Regions from separate parts of the Mus musculus genome. Here region 2 is linked to region 1. The links are chromatin contacts, called in public HiChIP or PLAC-seq maps. All regions are on one chromosome and are shown on one strand. The core of a region is the stretch at or near the end of the contact, and the rest is flanking DNA. Distances in the headings are between cores, read along the strand shown. Region 1 has its middle 37 kb from the start of Lgr5. Region 2 holds the start of Ptprr (protein tyrosine phosphatase, receptor type, R).

The links. HiChIP or PLAC-seq counts read pairs in DNA pulled down with a chosen protein or histone mark.
Region 2: a contact with region 1 is called in an H3K4me3 HiChIP or PLAC-seq map of embryonic forebrain, with 5 times the contacts expected there. The contact joins the promoter of Ptprr here to the enhancer-like site in region 1. A contact is called at or near these places in 13 of 39 promoter capture datasets (the 3T3-L1 cell line, 3T3-L1-derived adipocytes, the HPC-7 cell line and 8 more), 2 of 115 datasets of contacts at active chromatin or transcription factors (astrocytes and embryonic forebrain) and 1 of 9 other capture datasets (embryonic stem cells).

Annotation. Positions count from the first base shown.
Region 1 is chr10:115,620,924-115,628,879 of GRCm38.p6, forward strand. No RefSeq gene overlaps it. Among named protein-coding and RNA genes, the nearest start is that of Lgr5, 37 kb to the left of the region's middle. Within about 2 kb of position 3,163, at least 21 of the 459 cell types and tissues checked have an H3K27ac peak or open chromatin away from gene starts, as enhancers often do.
Region 2 is chr10:116,015,640-116,023,595 of GRCm38.p6, forward strand. Ptprr (protein tyrosine phosphatase, receptor type, R) reads left to right here and starts at 2,724. Exons shown (of 14, transcript NM_011217.2): 1 at 2,724-3,173. The coding sequence starts at 3,116.

The DNA of each region.
Region 1 (7,956 bases), core at 1,913-4,412:
GAACAGTTTGAGAAAGACTGATGTTAATTCTGTAAAGATTTGGTTGAATAATCTCCTGGACTTTTCTTTGTTCAGAACCTTTTGATTATTGACTCAATCTCATTACTTGCCATATATATGTATATGTGTATATATATATATGATATATGATATATGATATGTGATATATGATGTATGATGTATGGTATATGATATGTGATATGTGGTATATGATATATGATATATATGCATACGTGTATTTATATGATCTGTATGTACATGATGTATATGTATGTTTTGGTAGGTTGTGTTTCTATTTTCTTTGTCTCATGATAGTTTTAGCTTTCTTCTTGATTTTTTTCTGATCCATTCCTCATTCAGGACAATGTTGTTTAACTTCCACATATTTGTGAAAATCCAATTTCCCTCCTGTTATTGAATTCTGGGCTGCTACCATCATGGTTGGAAGTGCTATTTGATATCTCTCCCATCTCTTTAAAATTGTTGAGTCGTGGCCTAACATATGTCTGTCTTGGAGAATGTCCCATGTGCACTCTGGAAGAGTATTTTATTGTTGCTGGCTAGCATGTTCTGTATGTCTGTTATGTATATTTGGTCTGCAGAATTGTTTAAGTTTTCTATTTCTATATGGATTTCTGTCTCTGTGCTCCACTGTTGACAGGAAGGAAAACTTTGGTAGTCTCTACCGTTGCGTTTTTGTTTTCTATATCTCTCTTCAACTCTATTAATACTTACCTGCAATGTTTAGATGACTCCAAAAGTGCTATATCACCTTAATAAATTGAGCACCTTACCATTGTATAATGGTTTTATTTTTTTCTCTTAGAACAGCTTATTTCCTTTTTTCTTTTTTAAAGGTGGCTGTGGTTGCAAAGCAAGCACCTTTAACCACTGAGACAATTCTTTGTCCCCAGTTTTCCTTCTTTCTTCCTGCCACACCTTGATTTTCCCTTGTAGTTAACACAAAGCTTACATAAAATATCCCGTAGGTATAGTAAACGGGTGCATTTTAAACTGGTGGCAAATTGTATGCATTGAAAATTAACTTGCCCTTCAACTTTTTGTCTTATTGATATCATAACCTACATCCCTAAATTTTGACTATTGTGCATTTGCTTGCAACTTTAGTACATACAGTTAATTTAAAATACTTTGCATCTGTATCTTTCTTGTCCCTTAAATGTTAGGCTGGAGTAACAGCTGCCTTACAAGCCGCCACTACAGAGCTAAGCATTCTCTTCATTCAGATTCACAGTTGACTGCAGGCCTACCTTTCTATACCTTTCTAGTGACTTCTGTACACACTGGCTGATTTGGATGCTGTCAATCAGAACCTTTTCATTTAGATGTAAAGAACTCCATTATTATTATTATTATTATTATTATTATTATTATTATTATTTTATTTATTTTTTTAAATCTAGTGGCGTTTCATCAATCCTCTAGGAATTTCCCGATTCTGTCCTTGTATTTCCTTCTCTCTTCCCCTGACGGGCTGATTTTAAACAAATGAAACTTTTTAAACTCAGCGACTCATCTCTGCTTGGTGGAGTCTGCTATTGAAACTTGGTGAAATTTCCTCGAACGTGTTATCTTCTTTTGCTGTAGATTTGTTTGGTTCTTTTAAAGATTATTTTATTTAGTTGAACTTCTCAGTGTATTCATTTATTATTCTGATTCCATTAAGATTCCTACCTGGTTATGTTGTAGTCATGGAACTTTTTTTTTTAGAAGATGATTTTGAATGCTTCATCAGACAGTTTGAGAATTTCTATTGATTTAAGTTTAACTAGCAGAAGAATATTTAGTTCTTTTGGTGGTGTCATGTTTCCTTGTTTATCCATAATCTTGATATATACATATTTATTTATGTGATTTACATATCATACATATATAATTGTGTGCAATTAAAATGACAGTTATCATCTCTATGTTTACACGTGCAGAATACCACATCTATCTCTTTATCTTTAGAAGCAATACCCTGAATATGGCCAAAAAATTGGTGATGTTAAAGAACTTTAAATAGACTGTAAGAAAAAAAATGAACTTATTAGCTTAAGCCATCAAAAACTTTCTAAGGAATACTTACTATATTTAAACTCATATAAAATAGTGGTCCTTAACCTCTTTAATGCTGTGACCCTTTAACATAGTTCCTTATGTTGTGGTGACCCCCAAATGATAAAATTATTTTTGTTGCTATTTAATAACTAACTTTGCTACTACTATGAATGTAATGTAAACATCCGTACTTTCTGATCCTCCCAGGTGAACCCTGTGAACGGGGCATTTGGCCCCCATGTTGAGAACTGCTGATACAAAAACAATGATGTCTACATAAAATCTCATGTGTATAAACTGTAAGTTTCTATAAACTTGCAGTGTAGACATCTATGACACATCCTGAGAGTGTCCATGCTAAAACCCTGTGCATTCAAGAGACCTTAAGTGTTTCTTTGTATTTTCCTCTTTATAAACTCTGATGTTGTTTTTACTTAAGAATTTTTCTTGTGTTGTTTTCAGAAAACATCCCAATTAAGTCATCCATTCAGTGTCTTGCTGTTTGCCTTCTAACCGTGTGCTGGTGAGGAACCTGCATTACTCACTGTGCTAATGACGTTCAGTCTTTCATGTCACCGTTTATAGATATTGCCAGGTTTTAGCTCTTGAGTATATATGTACATATGGATTGCAATACATCACTACATGTTTGGTTATGACTCATAGCCTCACATGTAGCCCCAGGCGGCATTTGATCTTACTACGTAGCCCACACTGACCTGAGACAGCCCCCCTGCCTCAGCCTCCCAGCGCTAAAACTACAGGAATGTCTAGCTTTGCCCACCTAGCTCTAAATATTTTCAATTTAACCTTTGGAAATTAAAAATTATAAATCACAACGTATGCTGTACTTATATTTTAAAATTATACATTACAGTTATGTCTGCTAGAGTGAATGAGACGATAACCAAACATCTTATTTTACTTTCTTATGCGAGCATTGAAGAGACATCTCAAAGTCTGGACTGCCTTTCAAAAGAAAAATCCTAAGTATGTTAAAGTGGGCACATAGTTTTCAGTGAGGAGGGATGGGTCCCAGACTCAGGGTGCTGACACGGCTCTTCAGGGCTAAGTACACTTGAAATGAAGACTGCGCATGCGCTGTACCCTCACTGAGTCAGCTTTGTTTCTCTGTGAAACCCATAAGCCTGCCATTGGCCTGCACTCACAAACCCCTGCTGATTTAAACGTGGTCCCCAAGCTGGAACAAGTGGAGAACCACGAGACTTAATTTATGGAGCTCGGGTTACAGGAAACATATTTAATAGCAGATAGTTCCTGTTCTCATTGTTTCCCACTTGAGTTCCCGCAAAATCAGATTTAAATAGATGCTGCCGCTATTGGGAGAAGATTCAGTTTCACATCCCCAAAGAAATAGTTTTGTACAAACTCACTCTACCTTGGCCTCCCAAATAATGGGCCTAAGTCTAGCCAAACGGATCAAGATGGGTATCACACGAAAACACTGACGGAGTCGAGACAGCAAACACATGCACGCTGCAGACCTCACTGCAGCCCTCAATAACCGAGGATTATTTGCTGGTGAATGGATGTGAAAAGGAATTTCCTTTGAGAGAAAGCTCGTTTTGTCTGTTTTAGAAGCACAGTACAGATTAGTATTAAAGATTTCTGGAGGAAGAAAAGAAGGGAAGTAGTTTGAAAAACTATCATGTCTAACTAATGTCGCCATTCAGAAAGGCCCTGGCTTTGGCCTGATTCCTGGGGTTTTCCCTGTGAACGCCGTGAGCTCTGTCCAAACCAAGATGCTAATGCTAATAATGATGTCGATAGTGGCTAACATTTAGTGAGCATGAAATATGCCTTCTACAGCTTAAGCTAAGCGTTAAGTAAATATGTATGTGTATACATGAACATGCATTAGATGCCACACCCATAAAATATGATTTAATAAGAATCCATAATGGTTTGGATTAGTGTTGTACTCTGAATGTTTATATAGTGTGATAGTAAGGTACAAGGTTGTAAATTTTCTTATACCACTGTTGCATGACAAAGTTTTTCTTGGAGAGATGCAATACACATTTACTCACACTAGATAGGGAGGACATAACAGACCAAAGTACAGATACTGCCAAGTCCAACTTGGTGAACCAATGAGTTTTATTAGAATTACTTACTGAAGTATGGATGAGGGGTTGTTTACAGGATCAGAAATGGCCGCATTGCTAAAGTCCACTCCAGCACATGTGACAGCTCACAGGGCTGGGAACCTGGGCCACACTGCCTGCAGGCAGCTCAACAGGTTAGAGTGTTCTTTCCGAATGACTCAGTTTATTTAAACCTCTTCCAGCTGGTCTCTGCTTCTTTCAAGCAGCTGTTTTGGGCTCAGAGTCTTCTTTGTAGCTCAGCTTTTTCCCATCAGAGAGGAGCTCTCAGCTTTTACTGTTTATTCCGACAGGGAGGGGACTAGAGAGTCTGGTCAATTTCAGGGACTTCCTGAAGCTATCTAGAGTTGTTTACCTTCTTGCTCAAGAGGCTTCCCTTCGGGACGGAACAGTTTCAGACTTGGAGGACACTGTTACATGACAGCCACTAATTAAGTGTAGGACTTGTTGAGACTTTTTCTTTACCAGTTTTTAAATCAGAAAAAACCTCAGGAGGTCTAAGTCATTGGGTTTCTGAGAGAATGAAATGCAGGCCAGCATCAGATTCAGTGAAATTTAGTTCAGGGTACTAAGGCCAGTTTGAGGGATTTTTTTGAGGGGATTCTTTAAGTGGTAGCCTCAGCTATGGGTGGATATAGTCTAGGAGAAAGTAAGAAAAGTCTGTTGAGGTTTTCAGTGAAGCATGCTACCATGGGGTGGCATGCCATTGTGCAGCACAAAGGGAGGGAGGCCAGGCAAAGAGGAGACGCTAAAGTTCTAAGTAAGTCCAGCTCATAAAGGCCTCCGGCTAGCATTCTAGAGAGCTGCAACTTCTTCCTGGGTACAAAGGGAGTCATGCAAGAACATTCGAAGGAGAGTGGTGTAACCTGTTTGCTATGATAGCTACTCTGTAGATTAGAGGGACATTGACAGCAAACTTAGCTCTTTCTTGACTCCCTGTGTTAGGAAACTGGAGACCTTGAATGTGTCTCCCTGAGGACTGTCATCCAGTTATGGAACAGATATTTGTCCCTGATTTCTGATATTGCCTCATCTTGATGTGAAGTGTCAGTTTTTCTGAGGTAAGCGCTATAGTACAGTGGACAGAGAAGTGGCCTCTGTATTCACAGGCCCAGTTGGGACTCACAGATTCTCTTTTCTCTCAGTTGCGTGTGTGTGTGTGTGTGTGTGTATGTATGTATGTGTGTGTGTGTGTGTGTGTGTGTGTGTGCATGTGTGTGTATTTTAACATGTATAATCATTTGTTTAGTTGTCAAGTTGACACAATCTACCATCACCAGAGAAAACAGTCTCAATGAGGAAGAGATAGGGCTGCCAGTGGGCATGTCTCAGGCGATTTATCTCCATTACATCAATTCGTGTGAGAATTACATCAATTCGTGTGAGAAGACCAGCGTAAAAGTTTATGGTAGCATCCCCTGGGTGCAGGCTATGGCCGTATGAAAGTGTGAAAGTGAGCTGAACACGAGAATGAAATCAACGCTTCTGTATTCCCGTCTGCGGGTACCACTATTTGCTTCCTTCATCCACGGTTTCCTTGTAGGGATGGATGTAATCTGGACTTGTGAGCTAAAACGCACATTTTCTAGCCTAGAGTCGGTTTTGTCAGGTTTTAAAAATTGTAACAAATGGGGGAGGAAATTAAGACAACATATTAAGTGCAACTAAACTATAACCCGAGGGCGACTTTCATCTGCTTCCTCTGGATTGCAAACATTGATTGTGTGCCCATGTGATGCGTGTGCAGTGCGCCAAGGCAAAGAGAATCATTTTTGTAATGTTAATTGCAATAAAACAACAGCAACAACTCTATGTGATCAGTCTGCTTGCCTCTAGCAGCATGCCATTTGAGCAAAAATTATGCAATAAAATCCAACTGTGCATGTGATTTGCTCCTGCAGGAGTGGTCTGTCTGCCCTGCTGACTTTGACCAGAAACTAATTCTATTTTACAGTCATCATCCACGTTCCCAGAAGAGTTCAAGAAAAACCATCCTTTAAAATGAAAATTAGATAATAATGTGCTTTTAGGCAATATCTTATTGAATATCAATTACGATTTTATAAAATGTTTATCAAGATGTCAACACCTGCCTAATTACAAGGTTAAATTTAATCATATAAAATAGTCAATTGGAAGAAATAAGACTCCTCTGGCTTTCCAGTGGATCAGGCCCTTAACACTTTGAAATCAGGGTTACTATTTCCTTCGAATATGGTAGGGTCTAGATTTGTGGCACTGTTAGAAAGTTTTTTACACAGCCACAAATGATAGTGAATAGCATCCAAAACATAAATAATTATAGTTTAATTTTAAGAGAAAAAATGTCAAATGTCTGTGCTAAAACTTTTGTTGGAAAATTTTAGGATTTCTTAAGAAAGAAAAGTATGTATAATGGAAACAAATATATTTGCTTTGAGTTGTTCACAAAGTGACTGAGCTCTCTTGGAACACTGCATGTTTTAGAAACACTCTTAAATCCCATCTGGTCTTTGTAAAGCCTTTTACTATCCCCTGCTGGGACAGGCAGACATTGGTTTTCATGACTGTTGTGTTCCCAAAATATTTTTTTGAAAGTATCCAGTGGATTTGTACCAACTGTAGCAGGATGACAGAAGACCGCATTTCCATCATAATACTTTCAGGAATGGAGACAAATGTCATCAGGTCACAAAAGATCCATCAGTTTTACACTGTGTGACATTTTGGAAGGAATGTGAATGATTAGTGGTTTTCAAAAGTTTCTGGAATTCACCATCCTGTGTCAATATTACTTGAGAAATATTTATAGGTTTTGAGTCAGTGATATGCAATTTATCCTCTGTGGAATTTATTCTAGAATGTGTGGAGTATTGCCTTGAACTTGAGTCATCCTAATAAATTGCCTGGAAGTATTATTATTGTTATTATCAATAAATAGGTTATTTTACTTTCTTGAGTGATTTCTGTTCTACCTTGCGTAGCTGGAAATCAACAGAACGATTGTTGAGTGAAAGGATATAATTGAATTTAGAGAAATTTGTTCAACAACTTCTATGTTCAGGGAAATATGATGGACCCTGTAAGGAATGACATAAGCCATACATGACTCATATCTTCAAGCACCTGATGGACTAGATGGATGATTAGATAAAAAAAAATCAAGGTAAGCTTATTTAAAAAAAAATCAGGGACGAGATGGCTGGAGAGACAGCACAACAGCTGTTCTTGCCTGGGAGCGGAGTTAGGTTCCTAGAACCTAGTGTTGGCTTATAACCATTCATAATTCCAGTTCCAGGGAACTAGATGCCCTCTTCTGAACTTCATAGGCACTGCAAGCACACGCACGGCACACATAGACACACTCAAGCAAACACTCCTCTAAGTAAAATAACATAAACATAAATTTAAAAGAAAAATACAATAGAGTTGTAAGCTAGCAGAAATGGGTACTTAACTTGATTGGGGGTGTGAAGAAAAATTTGATTTTGCAAGCAAAAGAAGCCTTTAATGTGAAGTAGAATCTCAATTTAAAGGTTATATGCAAAGTTGGGCATGGTGGCGCACACCTTTATTCCCAGCACTCAGGAGGCAGAGGCAGGTGGATTTCTGAGTTGAGGCCAGCCTGGTCTACAAAGTGAGTTCTAGGACAGCCAGGGATACACAGAGAAACATTGTCTCCCCCCCCCCACGACCCCAAGAAAAAAGGTTATATGCAGAGATCACCATATATAAAGTGAAGAGTAAGTTTTACCATTTATGATACTCCCCGAGGAAATGAGGGAAT
Region 2 (7,956 bases), core at 1,474-3,973, 390 kb after region 1:
ATTCTTGGCACTGATGCAGCATGGATTCATGACTGTAGCCATATTATCTTCTTGAACACTTATGTAAGCTTGAATATTGTTTTAAAGAGGCATAAAATTAGGAAGGTGCATCTTCTGCAAGCACACTGATATTATTTCCCTCCTGACTCCATCCATGCACCAGCAGTCATAGCTAAGAAGGATTTTACTCCACTTACCTCTAAACATGGGTATACAGTGCATCTGGGAGATAAATTCAGTAGCAGTACCAGCCAGGCTGCCCACCTGTTTTGGAGCATCTCATCCAGATGACCTTTATTGGTTTTGAGCATGGTTGTTGTGTGAAGTGTTGGTCTGGGCAGTTGGGTTACTTAAAGTGAGTAAAGCCCCCCAAAAGTCTGTACTGGCTGGTTTTGTGTGTCAACTTGACAAAGGTTGGAGTTTCAGTTGGGGAAATGCCTCCATGAGATCCAGCTGTGAGACATTTTCTCAGTTGGTGATCAAGGGGGAAAGGCCCCTTGTGGGCAGTGCCATCCCTGGGCTGGTAGTCTTGGGTTCTATAAGAGAGCAAGCTGAGCAAGCCAAGGGAAGCAAGCCAGTAAGTAACATTCCTCGATGGCCTCTGTATCAGCTTCCTGACCTGCTTGCGTTCCAGTCCTGACTTCCTTTGGTGATGAACAACAATGTGGGAAGTGTAAGATGAATAAACCCTTTCCTCCCCAACTTGTTTCTTGGTCATGATGTTTTGTGCAGGAATAGAAACCCTGTCTACAACTCTGTCATTCTAGAGATTGTATCCTAGGGCCAAAGGAGTATGGATGAAAGAATATAAACTATAGAAATATAACTGCCTGTATATCAGAAAATAATATGGCAAACAGAAACAGAAAAAGAAACTCTGATGCAAGGGTCAAAGCTGCAGAAAAGATTGCAGAAAAGTCTCGGCGAAACTCTGGTCCTCAGAGGCAGAGCCCACTACAGTCACAGGCACAACCAGGGGAGCAGCAAGAGTGCTTTTTATGCTTCTATTTTTAGGACAGAGAGAATGGTGAGGTATTAAAAATACATGTCATCTTGCTCACACTCCACCTGTTAGAGTTTAATTCCTGGCCTTGTCTTCTCAGAGCTCTTGATACAAAAAATTATAAAAGAAATAGGTGGCACTGCCTGAGCACCCAGAGCCTTTGAGGCCGGTCCTAATTTCGGTTCTGTTGATTATCTGGCTTCCTATTAGCTGTCTCAGTCCTCAGGGGATGCAGGAAGAAAGCACTCAATGAGCCTCGCAGTTCAATTCAATGAGCACTTATTACTACCTCGTATTTGGCCAGCACGATTTTATTCAATTTAAGTTAATGCAAAATTTAGAGCTTCTCAAAGAGCCTGCAGTTGGCGAAATGTGTGTCACAGATAAACGAACCGTTTGAGAGAGAGAGAGGAAAAAAAAAATATATATATATATATATATATATATATATATATATATATGTGTGTGTGTGTGTGTGTGTGTGTGTGTGTGTGTGTGGCGGTGTTCAAAAAGCGGGGAAGAGGAAGGACATTATAATGTCAGGTTAGCCCAAAGCTTCTTAAGAAAAAAACAAATTTAGACCTTTGTAAGCAACTGGGTGGGCAGTGGTCTGAGTGAGGTCCATTGCCGAAGAGGCAGAAGGGAAACCTGCGAATAGAAGCAGAAGATGAACAGTCTTGAAGGGAGCTTGGCTGAGGGACATTTGGCCTTAGAGTAATTAGTCACTAGAATGGTAAGGATCTTCATCCTACCAACTTAGGTAAAGGAACTAAAAGTGCATATATTTGCACACTGTGCGAGCCTCGTTAAAGGTACAGGATTGGAGCGGAGAAGTCGAGTTAAGTTGATAAGGCTTGAGTGGCTCAGCTGTGAAAAGCTCTCCTTACTTTCCCAGAAGACCCGGGTCTTATTCCTGCGACCGCGTGGCAGTTCGCAACCATCCATAAATCCAATCCTAGCCTTTTAACAACCTCATTTGACCTCTGAGGGCAATGACACACAGGCGTGGTGGACAGACAGGCATGCAAGCAAAATACCCCAATACATTATTTTTTAAATTAATGATAAAATCTTAGGTAATTATTTCCATAAAACACCAAAGACCGTTCCTTTCCTTCGTATTACACGGGTGTACTTCCCTACCCTGTAAGTATGACCTCCCTGTTTTCAAGCACTCCAGTCAAAGACTTGAGGCTTGAATTTAGTGGAAGTACAAAGATTGGAAGAAAGAAGCCTGGGGTGAGCTCATTGGCAAGAAGGGGGCGCTCTCGGAATATCCCGTTTGCTTAAACACAGCAGGCTGTAAGTGGGAACATTTGCCCAACCAGGCCAGAACTCGCTGCTTGCCTATGCTTCACTAGGGTGGGGACATACTGGGAAACTGGTCAGCCTGCAAGCATTTAGTTGCCACAGTGAGCTGAGTCCACGCGTGATTCAAAAATGTGAGGAAGGAACCAGATGAGTGGCCCCCTCCACTTCCCTCCTTGGGTTTCTGTGGTCCTGGCCCCGCCTCTTCCCTCCCCACTCAACTCCTCCCCCCGCCCAGATTTAGGAGGAACTCTAGGACCTCAGATTTAGGAGGTCCCTAAAGCTAGCCTCCAGCCCCTCCTCCCCCTCCTCCTCCTCGTGGAGCTTGTTCCCCTCGCAGTCTCAGCTAAGACCCGGAGAGGTGGAATTTCGATTTGAAACTCCCTAGCCAGGGCCGGAGCTGGGCATGCTCAGTGCCTCGGTGTGTCTCGGCTGCTGCTAGCTGCACAGGCAGCAGAGGCGCTGCCTGGCTCGGAGGCTGGCACTAGAGTCCACCCCACTGTCACCACCGGCTGCGGGCTTCCAGAAGGCCAAACTCTCACCTCTTCTGAGCGTCTTGCCCCCATCAGCCTCGAGTCCCCATCTCCCGCAGCATCCTACTCTCGTATCTCCCCATCCCTTGCGGAGAGGAAGCAGGTGCTCGGTTCTGTAGGCACGCCACAGACTGCTCTGTGTACCCCAGCGGAGGACCCTGTCATCGGATGCCCGGGATCAAAGGACTCTTGGCAGTGGTTCTCTCAAATAGCACTTAGCCTAGAGTGGGGTTGCGGCGGAGTTTCTCCTCTGACCCTCAATGCACACACTATGAGGAGAGCGGTCGGCTTCCCTGCGCTGTGCCTGCTTCTTAATCTTCATGCTGCAGGTAAGGGCTTGCGGGGTTCAGAGCTGAAGCTAAGGAGAAGATGGGAAACAGCACACGCTAGAGGACTCCAGGGAAAGCTTGCCTGGCAGAGAAAGATTTGGGATAATGTCTGAGGGGTGAGAGAGTGCACCTGTTGGAAGGCTAGGGCTGAAAACTTAGGCTAAATTCAGCTCTCCCTTCTTTATCTTGCATGGCGAAGAGTGAACAGTTTTTAATGTGAATATAGATTTGGTCCCCCCTCCATTGAGCTTTCCTGCTTGTGCTTCTAGGCTTTGCGCTTGGTTGCACATTTTACAGGGAAAAAGAGATGAGACACCCTGCTGGATGAAGCCCTTCCTACTGCAGCGGCTACATCCATAAGATCTCCCAGTGTAGCGAGCGCTCACGGGGATGCCCTGTCTGTAACCTGACGGTCTGCATCTCCGCCCCTAAGAGCCAAATGCTCGGTTTATTCATCATGCTGCTCTAGGCTGCTTTGGCCCCTGCTCTTGTCATTCGGGTTTTCTGAACCAATAAGAGGAAGGAAAGGTTTCAAACCGGAGGCTCCTCTCTATTTCAGCACCACGGTCAGTATCCGCAGTCAGTAAAGAAAAACCCAACCACGCTGACAAGCCTGGGGGTTTTTTATCACTGTGTCCCCAGGATAGATTGGATGGGAGGCAGCGAGAGTGTAAACACATAAAAATAGATTGGACACAAGAATCACTGTGTAGTTCTAGGGATGCACAGCTGATAAAGTGCCTAGGAATTTTATATTCGGTGTCACCTGGCTCCTCTAACCCTGTGGACAGGCTCACTGGACTGCACCCTAGGTGATTTTCACACACGGGAACCAAAATAAAACATGGCAGAGAGATTTCAGGAACCCTGCCGAGACCGCAGTTGTCCATGCAGTGATCCTGTAGCAAGCACAGACCTTTTCTTTGAGTTTCTTTCACACGCATTCATTTCTCTAAGTACACCGAGTGGGAGTGTATTATGCTACTGTGAACACACACACACACACACACACACACACACACACACACACCTACAATCCTTGTTATAGTGCTCCAAAAGACTGAGTGTTTTTTTTTTCATGTATGCAATGATGGGAGTGAGATGTAGTACTTTTTTTGTCCCAGCAATTGCTATTTAAATGCATTGTGAATTTAGAAACAAACAATGTATAGGAACAATAAGGCTATAATTAAGGATGTGTGTTAATTATCATAGATACAATATTACATTGTGGGGTGTTCAGTGGTTCTCTGGTATCTTGAAAAACCAGTGGGAGAAAAAGCTATGATTTGGTCATTAAATTATTTGCAAACATTTCATTGCCACATGTAATTATTTAACGTTAAAATATATGATGATGAAAACATGAACACTGTTATTGTTTTACATCCAATACTGTTTAATGGTACAACTGAAAAAATAGCCATTGCCAAAAAAAAAGTTTTCATTGCTATCCAGTTAAGTAATTAATTATCTGATAAAATACATCAGTGAAGTTATTCTTGAAAATTATGTATAAACAAATGTTAGGGATTGTAATTAATGCATACTAAGTAGTTATAAGCTTGAAATTATAAATAGACTTCATATTAAGCATGCAGAAAACATTTCTAATTTATTATGGATGAACCCTGGGGATAAGGGAAATAGAGAGCATTTTCTCATCAGAGGTGAAACCTGGAAGTCTGCATCCCTCGATGAAGTCTGCATCCCTCGATGATGTCTGGAGGTTTGCCAAAGTGTGTATTACAAAAGTCAAAGCAAATCTATAATCTGCACTTTGCCTTCTTAACATGTAAAAAAAGATTAAAAATAAGATTATCCAGCCAAGTTTAGTTTCATAAGGCAACTGGTGATTTACTACATATTTCAGGTTTCAATTGCAGTATGCTACATATACATTAATTGTATTTGTATTTAATACAGTGCTTTGGAATGGTGTCTTGTCAAAGCAGATTACAAGTCTGGGATTGTAATTGTCTTGCCAGTTTCATTTTGGATTCATTTTTAATTTTAAACAGCAATTTGTGGGTCACAGGCTGTCATCAGATTAAAATGCATCAGAGCTACCTAATATTACTGTTTGGGCTTTTCATCAGAACTCAAATAAATGTGGCTTTCTTGACCTCTGCTCCCACAGATTTAGGTAATCAGAAAGTAAGTGGCTGGGAGAGCAGAGATCAAGAAGCCTCCAAGCCTTTTACTTGTTGAATATCTGAGCTTGTCTCTTGTAAAGAAAGCCACATTCCCAGGGCAGAGGCTGACTCTATTTTTAGAAAGGACAGTGACACCTATACACATTAGCTGCTTGGCTGAAAAGCTAATTGCTCGATATCAGTCATACCCAGGTTGCCAGCAACTACTTTATGGTGGTATCACAAATGATGGTATCTTAGGATGCTCGACAAATGGAGTAAATTAAATAATGAGATGGACTGTAAGTGTTCTCAGCTGTGCTGGGAATTGTTGCCTGGGGCATAGCCATGTCTCTAACGATAAGGCTGGAAATTACTTTCAATGTGAGTGTCATCTCCAATTACTTGGTATGGTTGCCTATGGCATGGTAACCCCAAGTTCTGGCAGTCTCAATAGGGGGCAAACTGTGATATGTTTGTCATGTCTGTGGGAAGGGCAAACAGTGCAATGCAGTTGTCATTCTTGGGTAAGGAAGGCCAACGAAGCTGCTTAGCTCATAGCTAAGAAGTTGAATGACACGTGACAGCTAATTGCCACAGATCTAAAGAAACAAATCATACTTATCGTCCAGCCAGTTGCTTAAGTTGCTTAAGGCACAAATAACAAGATGCAGTAGTGCCAACTGACAACATAGTCTGGAAGAAAAAAAAAAAACACACAGGCTCTCAGACCTATTACTATATACTACAAAAAATTCAAGTTCCCAATATAGCTAAGAGCACTAACATCCCATCCCTTCAGCCAATTTCTCCCACCTATGAAGTATTCTAAGATGCCATCGATAACGTCCTCATAAAGTAGTTGCTGGAAACGTAGGCAAAACTGATTCTAATAGAATAAGCCACCATTGTGTTAGTGGTGACAAATCCTTTTCTCCTTAGCTGTCCTTACTCTTCGAATCTTCTGGGATCCAATAGAGCAAAGAAATTCCAGTTTAAAAGCCCACTTCATAGATATCCAAGTGTTAACCAAAAGCCATGCCAATGGGAAGATTGCTTAAAGAACAACCGTGTGGAAGACTCACAGACCGCTTATTTACTTCAGTACTCATTCATTCTTTGCCCAATGAGTCATATTCCATTTGAGGAGATTATGTTAATGTGGTAGTACTTTCAATGCCAAGGAGTAAATTTTTTTGTGATATTCTCAAAAGTTATCATCTAAAAGCTAAAAAAACAAAACAAAACAAAACAAAACAAAACAAAAAACCAACGAATGTTGTGATAGTAAAGAGATTGACTTCAACCCATGCACTGGAAAAGGTGACTTCAGATTGCCATCCTGTCCTTCCTGTTGTCCTGTCTGAATGACATACATTTCTTCAGGGTATGTCTCAAAGGTGTTCCTCTATTCTCCAAGAATTATATAGCACACCTCTTCAGTCTCCCAAAGGGACAGAGTGCCTTTCATGGAGCCATAAGGATATAGGAAGTCATTTGCAGAAATTATATGCTCAAGAAAAAGAGCAATCTAGCATAAAAAGCATTGTGTTTTCAGATTATATCATATCCTTTGGTTGTCCAATCTCAAAGATTAGTCAAACCAAACAGCCCTTAAAACATGCAAGGTCTACAATATTCTATTTCTCTCCTTTCTTTCTTATATACCTCCACCACTTTCCTCTTTAAACTTATCTCTGCTCATATTAGTCTGTCTGTTCCTAGAAGGATCTTGCATAAGTTTTTCTTTACCAAGGAAAGCCATTTCCTGGATTAACCTATCCATGATTTGAGATCTTGGGCTTTACTAACATGTGACCTTTTAGTGGAAATTTCTCTTGATAGATTCTTTCATACTTCTCTCTCTAAAATTGATATCATCTGCTCCTCTACCTTCTCAGAGGTCACACATTTCATATACATATACTTTTCTTAATTTGCTTATATTCTCCTTCTCTATATGGAAGTATAAGCCCTTTAAGGATTTTTTTTATGTATTTTGTTTTTGCTGTGTCTATCAGAGATCATGTCATGTGGTGTGATGAGATTTTTTTTTTCCACTCACCTCAGATAGGAAACCCACAGCAGACCAAAGTACAAATAACTGCTAAACTGCAGTTTGGTAAACCAGTGAGTTTTGGAGACCACATGTACAGGAATATGGGTAAGAGAATTATTTTATAGAACAATGACTCGAAGACAGTTGTATCACCAAAGACCACCTTGGCATGGATGGTTAGCTCTCAACAGCTGGGAACCTGGCAATGCCATTCCTGGAACTACAACACATTGGAAAGTATCATTTTCAAGTGACTTGGTTAGCTAAAACCTCTTCCAGGAAGCCTCAGTAGCTTGGCTTGTCTGAGAATGACTCTTTCCAGTCTTTAATGTTTACTCTTAAGAGGGAGGGGCCTAGTCAATCTGGTCAACTTCTGGAACTTCCTGAAGCTATTTTGAGTTGTTTCTTTCTGGTTAAGGATCTTCCCTCTAAGATAGAATGTTTTAATATCTGAAGAAACTGCTACACCAAAAGGAGCTACTTGGCATAAATGTTTCTAACTTTTCAGTATTGTTTAACAGTTGCTATTTTCAAGAGATTATTTTTGTTACTCTCTACTTAAGTTCATTGGATAACTGTATTCAGAGCC